Regions from separate parts of the Sus scrofa genome. Here region 2 is linked to region 1. Evidence: chromatin contacts called from public Hi-C data. All regions are on one chromosome and are shown on one strand. The core of a region is the stretch at or near the end of the contact, and the rest is flanking DNA. Distances in the headings are between cores, read along the strand shown. Region 1 overlaps CMIP (C-Maf-inducing protein). Region 2 holds the start of CMIP (C-Maf-inducing protein).

Evidence for each region. A called contact is a pair of places that touch in the nucleus more often than the background predicts.
Region 2: a Hi-C map of skeletal muscle shows a contact between it and region 1, with 2.8 times the contacts expected there. The contact joins the promoter of CMIP here to the enhancer-like site in region 1. A contact is called at or near these places in 2 of 5 promoter capture datasets (both in liver), 8 of 47 Hi-C or Micro-C datasets (blood, liver, mesenteric adipose tissue and 1 more) and 1 of 2 datasets of contacts at active chromatin or transcription factors (alveolar macrophages).

The regions. Positions count from the first base shown.
Region 1 is chr6:6,797,607-6,803,299 of Sscrofa11.1, forward strand. All of the region lies in intron 1 of CMIP (C-Maf-inducing protein), which reads right to left. Among named protein-coding and RNA genes, the nearest start is that of CMIP, 81 kb to the right of the region's middle. Within about 2 kb of position 3,770, at least 6 of the 83 cell types and tissues checked have an H3K27ac peak or open chromatin away from gene starts, as enhancers often do. A contact at or near this core is called in skeletal muscle, where this site is marked.
Region 2 is chr6:6,880,553-6,886,075 of Sscrofa11.1, forward strand. CMIP (C-Maf-inducing protein) reads right to left here and starts at 1,322. Exons shown (of 21, transcript XM_021093761.1): 1 at 766-1,322. The coding sequence starts at 1,062.

The DNA of each region.
Region 1 (5,693 bases), core at 2,520-5,019:
ACGACCCTGACCTCCTTGGCGGCACAATCGGCCCTCTGGCTCTGCCGGGATGAGGCGGAACCACAAGCACAGACACTGAGCAGGGCCCAGGAGGACGGCGGCGGAGTCCTGTGCGGCCCTGGACTTTGTCGTGGGGTGGCTGGCCAACGCAACGTCTTGGGGATAGGCGGCCATCTATGGGGTGCAACTGATTTGTTTCCAAATGTTCTCCTGGGGCCAACAGAGAGGACACTCGGGCTGTCCTGTGGCCCTGGCTGTGACTGGGGACAACGTCGGGGGTGGGGGGATCCTAAGGTTTAGGTGCCACCATGAGCCATCTCGGGACCACGCTACTGTCTGATTTCCCAAATCCGACCAGGCCCACCTCTCCGATGGGTACACTCAGGCCCAGAGAGGCCAAACAACTCCTCCAAAGCCACAGAGCCGGCAAGAGGCAGAACCAGGAGCGCCACACGGGTCCCATGATGCCTCTGCCCTCCTGCCTCATAGACTCCAAGGCGTATGAACACTCTCTGGGAACAGGCCCCTGAACTTACCTTTCACTAGGCCTGTGTAGCACAGAGAATCCACAGTCCCCCAAAGGGCCAAGTTCCAGGCAACCTGTACCTTGAGCCTCATGCAAAACGTTCTTCCTCTTTGCTCTTCGACGCTGGGCACGGTGTTCTGGACTCACAGTTTGTGCCCCCCCCCCCAACTCCTCTGTTGAAGCCCTAACCCCCAATGTGATGGTTCGGGGAAGTGGCAGCTTCGGGGGGGGGGGGTGTCACTGGGTTTAGATGAGGTCATGAGGTGATGAGGTCACGAGGGTGGGACCCCCATGGTGGGATTCCTGCCCTTACACGACGACAAGAGACCATCGCTCACCCTCTCAGCCGTGAGCGGACACAGGGAGGAGGTGGCGGCCTGCAAGCCAGGAGGAAAGCTCTGCCCGTAAAGTGACCACCCTCTTCTCGGCCTTCCAGCCTCCGGAGCCATGGGACACACATGCCTGCCGGGTGGGCCCCCGCCTCTGACAGCAGCTGAGGGCCTGGCCTCACTGAGACAGATGGAGAATGTTACCACTAGACTGGGGCCCAGAAAACCACACTCGTGCAGTCTGCTCTCCCCAACGCAGAATAACTTCACCTGCTTCTCCAGACCAGGGCTCCAGGCTGGGAATCGCCCACCCCAGGGCCCAGCACGGCCCCTGGCATACAAGTGGGGCTCGAGAAACACCTGCCGAACAAACAGAACCGAGCGCTTGCTGAGCATCTGTACGTTTGCCACCTGGCCCCCAGCGTAACCCCCGTTCCCCGGTGAAAGCTGACTGCTTCTGCCGTCACGGAGCACCCAGCCTGGAAGCCGCCACCTCACAATCAACCAGCGCCAGCTCCCTGAAAAGGAACGGTACCCACACCCAGCAATTCTGCATCTCAGCATCCATCCACAACTGGGGTGTGCACGGGCATCTGAGATAAGGCTGCCTGCTCCCCACTGCGTCTGAGTGGGGACTGGCCTCGGCATCCACGGATGGGGGTGGGGTGGGAAGGAAGGACCAGGTGACGACTCCGAGGCCGCAGCTGAACAGGAGGAGGTAGAACAGCTGTCGGTGATGAACCCGAAATAAGTCGATCGAAGGAGGGACACACAGAACGGTCCCCACCACTGAAGGCCCCACGGCCTCTGTCCCACACACCCCATGCGACCTGCAGTTGACAGCTGGCAATTCCTGTTTCTTTAAAGACCTTCGCAAGGCCATCGCGTCAGTATGGCTTTTTCTCACTCCTTTAAGGCTCTCTCACCCACAACAGCTATTGTTTGACTGACGGAGACTCTCAAGCATTCCATTCGGTTTTGGTAAAACAGCCACTCTCTTTTCACACTCACGTTTCATCTGAGATCTTCAAGCAAATTGTGTCATTACTGTAACTCCTATAACCAGCAGGATCGGCTATGGGAACAGACACACTGGCTCTTGGAAACACACAACACAACTCACCAGAAGAAAAGCACTGGGGTTTCCCAGAGCCGCCTACGGGCCGAGCGTCAGCCGCCGGGACTCACAGACGGGTCACCATCCAGCCAATCTGCTAAAAGAGTCCCCTGCCATTGACATTCAGAGGAGCGAGTCCAGTTAGCACAGTTCATCTGCCTTTAGCCAACCAGCACCAACACATCCCCACAAGGTCTCAGTAGGAGAAGAGGCAAACTGCACCCAAGCAGCACACGATCTGATTCCCTTAGGTTTATACACGTTCCATAAAACTATCTGTTTAAATGTAAATACACAGAAAAGCCTGGAGGGATGGGACATGGGGTACGAACCGGGTTTGTGGCAGAAGAAGGGGAACGTCACACTTTGCTATAAGGAATCGATTTTTCACAAGAAGAAGAGTCACATAAAGTATAAAATTGAGCTGTTTTTGAAATCAACAAGATGTGACAGAAGAGCAGAGCACATGAAACACATAAGCCCAGAACCTGATACGTATGAAGCTTTAAAAAAAATTAAAATAGCACTCCAAATAAGAAACATTGTACTGGCTTCAAAGAAGCAGCTGTCTGCCTCTCAGCCGGGGTGAACAAGCGAGGGGTGGGCTCAGAGGCATTCACGGGCCGGGGATCTGCAATGGGCGGGCTGGGACCAGTCGGTGGACTCATCCAACCAGTGTGTTCTGACCAGACACTAGGTCAGCGTTCACGCTAGGCTGCCACGGTGACCGCCGGCTCCTGGCCCTTGATTCCGCCCTCTGTTTAGCCGGATAGGCTGTGTGTGCGACAGTCACAGAGCAGCCCTCAAAGGCAGCTTTCAAGGTGGCTGAGGCGATTCTGCACATCAGACAATTACTTCCAGCCCCATTCTCCGCACACGTCTGTCTCCATCACGCATCCCCCGGTGACGGCGGCCCTCGGGCACATGAAGCTCGGAGCTGGGGGCTGGCTGGGACCGTGGGGATCGTGTCCCAGCACACAGGGACACAAAACCACCAACGGACACCTTATTTCACGGGAGCTGTGTTCGCGCTCTAGAGCCCCCAGAGAGACTCTCCCACCGTGTCCTGGCAATGGGGAGGCTGTCCTGGAGGATGGTGACAATCCCCTGGGGAGGGGACACTGCCGCTGAGGACTGGAGGGGACTCGGGAGGGAGGGTGAGAGGACTGGTCTTTGCAAAGAGGATGGGGTGCACTCAGGGGGTCAGAGGCCAGCCCGGCTGAGCCAAGGACTCCCGGGCCGCAGCCGGGGAAGGGAACTCCAGGACGGTGACAAGGAGACAGAGGCAGGTCCCGATGGAAGCCCAGCAGCCTCGAGGCCCAGGTCAGGACTTGGGAAGATTTCCTAACTGCACTGGGGGAAGCCATCCAGGACTGGTGAGCAGGCCAGCGCCACTGCATCGCGCATGTGCCTTCCCCGCCCAAACAAAAACAGATTTTTGCAGCCTGTGCTTCCTGAAGGGCCTTCATTTTCCTCCATCACTGTGGGACACACACACACACACACGTCAGCCCCACCCCATTCCCAACAGCTAGACCCTTGGCAGCTGCCCTCGCCCATCATCACCAACCCCCAAGGACGCCTGGTTAAAGCCCTAGTTTTTCTGTTTGTTTGTTTGTTTCTTTTTTTTAAAAAAAAGGCCTGGTTAAAGCCCCTAGGGTTCCGCACAAATCCTCAGACTGCTGGGCTCATGGAAACAGTCCCAAAATGTTTTCCCGTGTACTCGAGCCGCCTGCTTGGAAGAGCCCCGCTGCAGGCACTTCTTTCTTCCAGGCGGCTACACCCAACTGTTTGCTGGAAGGCTCTGCGTCACAAAAGGGATCTCCCCAGCTAATACGACATTTGAAGGAACGAGCAATCTAGGCGGCCTGAATTCGGGGCGGTCATGTTGTCGGTGTGTGCTCTTCCTCTGCACCATCTAATCGCGTTTCCTGTGGGTATGCATACAAACACTGTTGTTCCGACCCATGAACTTGTAAACAGACTGATTATATCAGCTTTAATAGATTAAGGTTTCCAAAAACAGATGGACGCCATTACTTTTGCTTTAATTTACGACAAACACAATTTCCACTGGATGTGGATAAAATTAATGATCTTAGAAGAAATCAACTTGCCTGTGAACAAAGAAAAAAAACCGCATCATTGTCCGAGACCATAACCCAGCCTTAGCTTGGAGATGCCATATGCTACTTCTGCCTTGCTCTGTTTTCTTGGAACGAGGCTGTTCGCGCACATTCTTTGGGGTGCACGGAACGTCAGTGGGACTTGGCAGGGGGCAGATCACCACCCCGAAATTACTGAAACCAAGAGAAATCCACAGGATCAAGCCCAGACCAAGAAAGTCGTCTAAAACGGTAATCAAATCAACTTCCTTCCAAAACCAGGCTCTTCTTAAATTGCAGTTATCAACTTACTCAGTTTATGAAGTAAGAATACGGAGATGCGCGCCAGCCTCAAGCCAATCCACCAAAACCACTCGAGCTGACCCACCGCCCATTCACTGATGACGCGGGTTTCGACCGTGTTTCCACTTGGTCCCAACAACCGCTCGTGGTCAGGGTTTATGGTACCTCAGGCTCCTGGAAGCGGGACACCCCATCGCTGACTCCCCAGGTTCGGAGGGCAGGACACAGGGAATGGTGCGACTGACCTCCCCAGTCCCGCTGCTCCTCCTTCTAGACACCTGATCGAGGGGCAGTCATCTCACCTGCCAGGTCTCAGTTTTCTCATCTGAAAATGGGCACAACAGTGGTACCTGCCTCACAAGGTTGTGGCGGGGACGCAACCAAGGGTGGAATGTGCCAAGCATGGCGTCCAGCGCAGGGCAACCCCCTGGCACATGTCAATCATTACTGCTATTCACATTCCAGGAGGGTGACTTCTTAATTTACTAAAGTAGTTTATAGAGCACCGTGTTTATTAAACCAGATCACAGCCGCCACACCTCGACCATGTTTTCCATGATATTTTCATGGCAGAGCCCAGGCTGAATTCTCTTCAGCAGCAGTAGAAAATCTGTAATAGCTTTCGTTTAAGAATGCTTTAAATGAACAAAATAGCTATTAATGTGGGATGGCTAGAGATGAAACAGGTTTAGCAGGAAAGGCAGACAGCATCATTAAAAAGCAACCACTCTGAATAAAATCCTTTTTCAAAAAAGGTCTTACTGTTACCGTTCGATCCAGAACACCTGATCTCTTTGCCCCCGAAGCACCCAGACTCCCACACCCACCCTCTGCTCCAGGCTCCAGGCTCCCCAATCCGTCCTTTGGTTGACCTTTGCCCTCTGCTCCCCCCAGGCACTCTCACCACCCCAGCGTCTCTCGGTCAACTTTCGTGAAACACCGATCTGGCCATTTCTATCCAACTTTATTTCTGGGGATCCCCCCCGATCCCAGGCCGGCCAGCACTCCCATGCGTCCCCTGAAAGACAGAACAGTGGAGCAGACCCGAGTCTGCACCCCAGGTCTGCCCCTGACTGGCTCCTAGGCCCCCAGAGAGTTGCTTGTATAAGTCACCCAAATGTCAGGTACTCACAGGTCACCAAACCAGCTCAATGCCTGGGTATGAAGCTCGGGGCACTAATGGACATCAGGAGAGCGGTTACCCCCGGGGGTTGAGGACATGGGGCAGGCTGGCTACACATGTGTTTAGTTGCAAAAATTTGCGGAGCTACAAGGATCTGTGCATATTTCTGAATGTGTGTTTCAATAACATT
Region 2 (5,523 bases), core at 72-2,571, 80 kb after region 1:
AAAACAATAGCAATAACAACACAAAACCGCCAGCAACAAAACACACGTATACAACACTTCACAGACAATGCAAGACCTGAGCCCCACAGGCCAGCTTCCGCACAGAGAACTTGACCGCCCTGGCCCTCCATGGGGAGGAGACAGCGCAGGACCCCTGCCCCCTCCCCCCCCCATGGGCGAATGAAATTTTTTTCGGAAAGGGAAGCACCCAGTTTTGCCTGCCAGCCCGGGCAGGAAAAAGACGGGTAGAGCAAAGAAAGGAACTGGCTTCTGGAAATTCTTTGGGTTTTGGGGTTTTGAGGTTGTTGGGTTTTTTCCTCTTTTTTTTTTTTTTTTTTTTTGAGTTGTTTTGTTTTCCCCTCGGGCGCAGATCCAGATGGGCTTTCAGAAAGGGAACCCCCACCACCCTCAGGGCCCTGCTTCGGATCTGTCCCAAGGTCCCATCCGTAATTAACACAAGCGCTGGGCCCGGAGGTCCCCAAATGTTCAGCCTGGGGTGGGCCAGATCGTCTCCAGAATTAGAAGGGTCTCCCCGAGCCCGCCGGCTGGGCAGAACTTCGGATTCCACAATCCAGCCCGGAACCCAGGCCCGGAGGGGGGCGCCCGGTTCTCCCCGCCTCTCCCCCCACGGCGACCCCCGGCGCCCCGCAGGCCCCGGGCTCCAGGTGCAGCGGCAGGCTGGGGGCAGCCGGTGGGAGGGGGCGCCTCCCGGGCCCCGAGGGGAGGTGCGGGGGTGCAGGCGCGCCGCCGCGCAGAGCGACTCACCGTGGCGGACGCCAGGCTGTTGTCGGCCAGCGTTAGGTGGTGCGGCTCCCAGCGCCTCAGGAATTTCGAGGTGAGGATCTTGCTGAGAAAGGTCCGCGGGTGCCGGATGACACAGACCTGGATGTCGCCCTCCTGCAGCAGTTTGTACCTCATCCCGTTGCACAGCAGAAGGGCCCGGCGGCAGGGCACGGCGCCCATCTTCGTGCCCTCGGGGGCCGGCACGTCGCCCCCCAGCAGCGGCTTGGTCTCCTCAATCTGCCGAGGATCGCCGCCGCCCGAGCTGCTGGTCAGATCCATGGCCTGCCGGGCCGGGGAGGGGGCCGGGGGCGGGGAGACGGGCTGTCCCGGGCGGTCGGCGGCCCGCACCCCCCCACCCCCCAGGAAGGTGGGGGGGTGTGGGGCTGGGGGCGCCCCGCAGGGGAGGGGCCCGGGCGGGCGGGCGGGCAGCCGGCGCTCGGTCCTTCCTGCGGGGCTCCTCCGGCTTCCTCCTAGCTCGTCGGGTGCATGCTCGCGGCGGCCGGACCGGCTCGGCGGACGGGCGGGCGGGGACGCGGGGCAGCGCCGGGGGGCCGGGGGGGCCGAGGGGGGCCGGGGGCCCGGCGGCGGCGGCGGCGGCGGCGGCGAGCGGGGGCCGCGCGGGCGGGCGTGTCTCGGCCCCGCCGCCCGCTCGTGTGTACAGTACGTGTGTCTGGGCGGCCGTCCGCGGGCGAGTGTGCGGCGGGGGCCGCGGGGGCCGGCTCAGTTGAGAGATTGCAGAAGCCGCTCGGCGCCCGCGCGATTGGTCCCCGCGGGGTCATGTGCCCGCCCCTCTGACGTCAATGGCGGCAACGGCGGCGGCCGCCGCGGCTTCGGCCTCTAGCAGGCGGAGTCCGCCGCCGGGCGGGGACGCGAGGGGCCGAGGCGCGGCCCGACGAGAGGGGGCGGCCCCCGGGGAGGGGGCTGGGGCGGGCGAGCCCCGGCAGGCACCGAACCGCCCTGCCCGGAACCTGGGGAGTGGGCGGGGGCCGCGGGGGCGGGGCGCGTGACGTCACGCCCAGCCGCGCCCCCGCCGGTGCCCAGGCGGGTGCCGAGCCCCGCGGCCCGCGGGCCGGACGGATCCAGGGACTCGCCGCGGCCGGCCGGGATTCGAAAGGCCAGCGTCCCGAAACCTGTCCACGCGGATGGCGGAGGTGCGGCCAGGTGCAACCCCGAGGGACCCGGCCGGGAGGGAGGGGTGTGGGCAGGACGGCTTGACCTCTGCACCCACTCCCCCTTCAGCTCAGGCTGTTCACCTGACTGGCCAGATGGCGCCACAAGACAGAGATGTTTCCTCGAATTGAAAATGTCCCATCAGTTATCCAGATAATGAGCCACACTGCCCTGGCTCAGCCTGTGGGACTCTGCAGGCTTCCTGATCATTTACAGATGTCCTCCTGCCCTTGGCCCTTGGGGTCCTGAAGCCACCCAGGGTGGAGGGGACAGGCTCCCCAGCACCCCTCCTGCCTTCTGCTGCTGGATTCTGATTAGTTCCTAATAGGAACCTAGCGGGGGGGAAAAAAATCCCTCCCCAGAGGTACCCGCTCCCCACCCACCTGCACCCCGGCAACTCCAGCTTCTTTACCTCTGCCCGCAGGCCAGGACCAGGTCATTCATTTCTGTACCCCCAGGCCCTGTGCAGAAGTGTAAGAGAATCATATTGGAAGCACCTTTGGGGACTGATGCATGGTGTCACTGGGGAACTCCAGCTGTGAAACAAAAAATGTTGCCTTTCTGCCATCAGGAATGGCACCTGAAGCCACCCAGCCAGGTCTCAGCTCCCAGGTGGGGCTTTAGCGCAGCCAGCACACGTCTGCAGTTCATACCATTCAAGCCCCCAGATCTGTGCCTTTCTGTTAAGTGAAGGTGCCTCTACAGTGGACATGTGAGAGTGTGAGCATGCGTTCACTTGCATCGTGAGTGCTGAAGTTAGTCCATGGCAGCCCTACAGTGGCGATTGTGTAGACACATGAGGGCTCCCCAGAAGTCTCTCTCCTGAGCCTGGCCCCAGTTGGTTCCCCAGTGGAAGGCAGGCCCAGCATACATCCCTCACCAGATAAGACTCACCTCCAGTCTGCCCAGGAGATGGGCAGAGCTCTTGTCTCCTCCTGAGCACTGGGGGGGCACCATTAGGTGAGAAAATGGTGAATTTGCTGACTCCCTACAACCTGCTGGTGAATTCTGTTCTTTAAGTTCTGAATCTCAATGGCTTGGGAAAAAAACCATCAAGCAAGAAGGAGTCAAGTCCGGGAGTTCCCATTCTGGCGCAGCAGAAATGAATCCAACTAGTAACCCTGAGGTTGCAGGTTCGAGCCCTAGCCTCTCTCAGTGGGTTAAGGATCCGGCATTGCCATGAGTTGTGGTGTAGGTCACAGACACAGCTCAGATCCTATGTTGCTGTGGCTGTGGCGTGGGTTGACAGCTACAGCTCCCATTCAACCCCTAGCCTGAGAACTTCCATATTCCTTGCATGGGTCCCTAAAAAGCAAAAAAGAAAAAAGAAAGAGTCAAGCCCGAGCCCCCACCTCGTGACACAGATGTGGCTGTGGGGGGTTGTCATCAAGACCCCCAGGCCACGCCATTAAGGAGTTCAGTCAGTTGTTCAAACCTTTATCGGGCTCCTGCTGTTGGCCAGTTGCACTTCCCAGCCTTGTAAGTACTCCCTGTGTGCTGAGTGGTGCACACACGCACACACTTCTTTTCCTTCTCACAACAACCTTGTGACACAGGTGCCATCATCCTCCTCTCTTGCAGGTGAGCGTGTAGAGAGGCTGCCAGGCTCGCTTAGCTGGTCAGGATTGAGCCCAGGTACAGAGCTCAGAGTCTAAGACACTGTAAAGACAATGACCATGCTGTGTTTGGGACTGCAGGAACAGAGAGCATGTGCCTACCCCAGCCTGGCTGCAGCACTTGGGGACATGTCCTGACTCCAACGGGTCTTGGGGAGTTGGACAAAGAAGGCGAAAGGCGTTCCTGGAAGAGGGGATGGCACATACAACGGCAGAGAAGTGGGCGGACCCTCAGCCTGTGCAGAAAACTGCAGGCATTTGCCAAGGCATGCAGGGAGCCTGGGGCAGCAGGGGCGCAAATGCAGGGCTGAGACCTCAGAGATGAACAGGGGCTGAGCATGCAGTGCCTTGAAATGCAGGCCCAGGAACCAGACTCTCCCCTGAGAGCAGCGGGAAGCTAACACATGGAGCATGCAGGGAAGTGACTTGTGGATGTCACCGTCATAAGGTCATTGATCACAGCAGGACATGGACAAGGTTTGCAGAGCAGCAGTCTGGAGGCAGGGAGGCTGGTGAGGAGGCCGTCGAGGGTACCCAGCAGGGAGGTGATGGGGGCCAGCATGAAATCATGGAACGGGCAGCTCGGTGGCAGACAAGGCAGCTCCTGTCCATTTGAGGGACATCTGTGGACCCTCTCGCCACCCCCTTCGGGGGGCAAAACCTCAGCAGAACAAGACTGACCAGAATGCAAAGGATCCTGATCCCAGAGTTCCCGTTGTGGCTCAATGGAAACAAATCTGAGTAGTATCCATGAGGATGCAGGTTCTATCCCTGGTCTCGATCAGTGAGTTAGAGATCTGGCGTTGCCATGAGCTGCAGTGTAGGTTGCACACGCGGCTCAGACCTGGTGTTGCTGTGGCTGTGGCATAGGCCAGAGGCTCAGCTCCGATTTGACCCCTAGCCTGGGAATCTCCATATGTCACGAGTGCAGCCCTAAAAAGACCAAAAAAAAAAAAAAAAAAAAAAAAAGGGATCCTGATTCCCTGATTCCATCCAGACATCGCCAAAACTTCTTGGTACAAGGGGTGACTTGTGAGCATGAAGTAGGAATATCATGACTGATTGACGAGCACCCAAGTGCCAGATACTCTGCTGGGGGCTTTTTATAGTCGTTGTCATTTCTTCCTTCCAACCAACCCAGAAGGCAAGAATTATTACCATCCTCATTTTAAGGGTGAAGAAGTTGAGGCTCAAAGAGCTTCAGACAATTATAGGGATCCAGCCAAGCCCCCATGGAAAGTCCATGTTTGTCCCACTCCTTTATAATATTTCTCTGAGCAGGTACTCTGGTAGAAAGTGTGGAATTTGATCACTGTCAGCTTTAACTAATAACATTTCTTGGCTTTAGTTTGCAGTCAGTGGCACGGAGCCCCCAGGATGCTGCAAGAAGGTCCTTGAAAACAGAAACCAGGACTTCCTGGTTGACAGCAGAACCGGCTCAGTGCCTACATGCAGTAGGGGCTCAATAAATAGGCAGGGATGCTGGTCAGACTCACCTATTCCCTGTTGCCTAGGAACGTGCAAGCCATAGGACTAGGTCTATAAGCTGGGGTGTGATGAGACACTATGCAGGACCCCTTGCCTCCCGCTGTACCAGGTTCCCAACCTAAAAATGAATTGACATCCAGTTGTTGGACTCCATCAGAAGCCCCCTCCCTGCAACACCCCCAACCTCTGCAGGTAATGCAAACATATCAAGTTTCCCCAGATGGATCATGGACCCAGAGCATCCTTGATGCCAAAGGTATCCAGACTCAGCAAAGAACAGTCCAGGCTCCTTACAGTTCACCCTCCTGGCATCAAACCTGAATGGAACAGCAGGACAAGCACAGGAGTTCATGAAGCTTCCCTCTCCTCCGGTTCCCAGAAGCCAGTGCACACTTTGCTGGAAGCCCCTCCTTTTTTGGACAGTATTCTGGTCTCACCTGCCCACTGGAAGTACCTCTCGCACGTG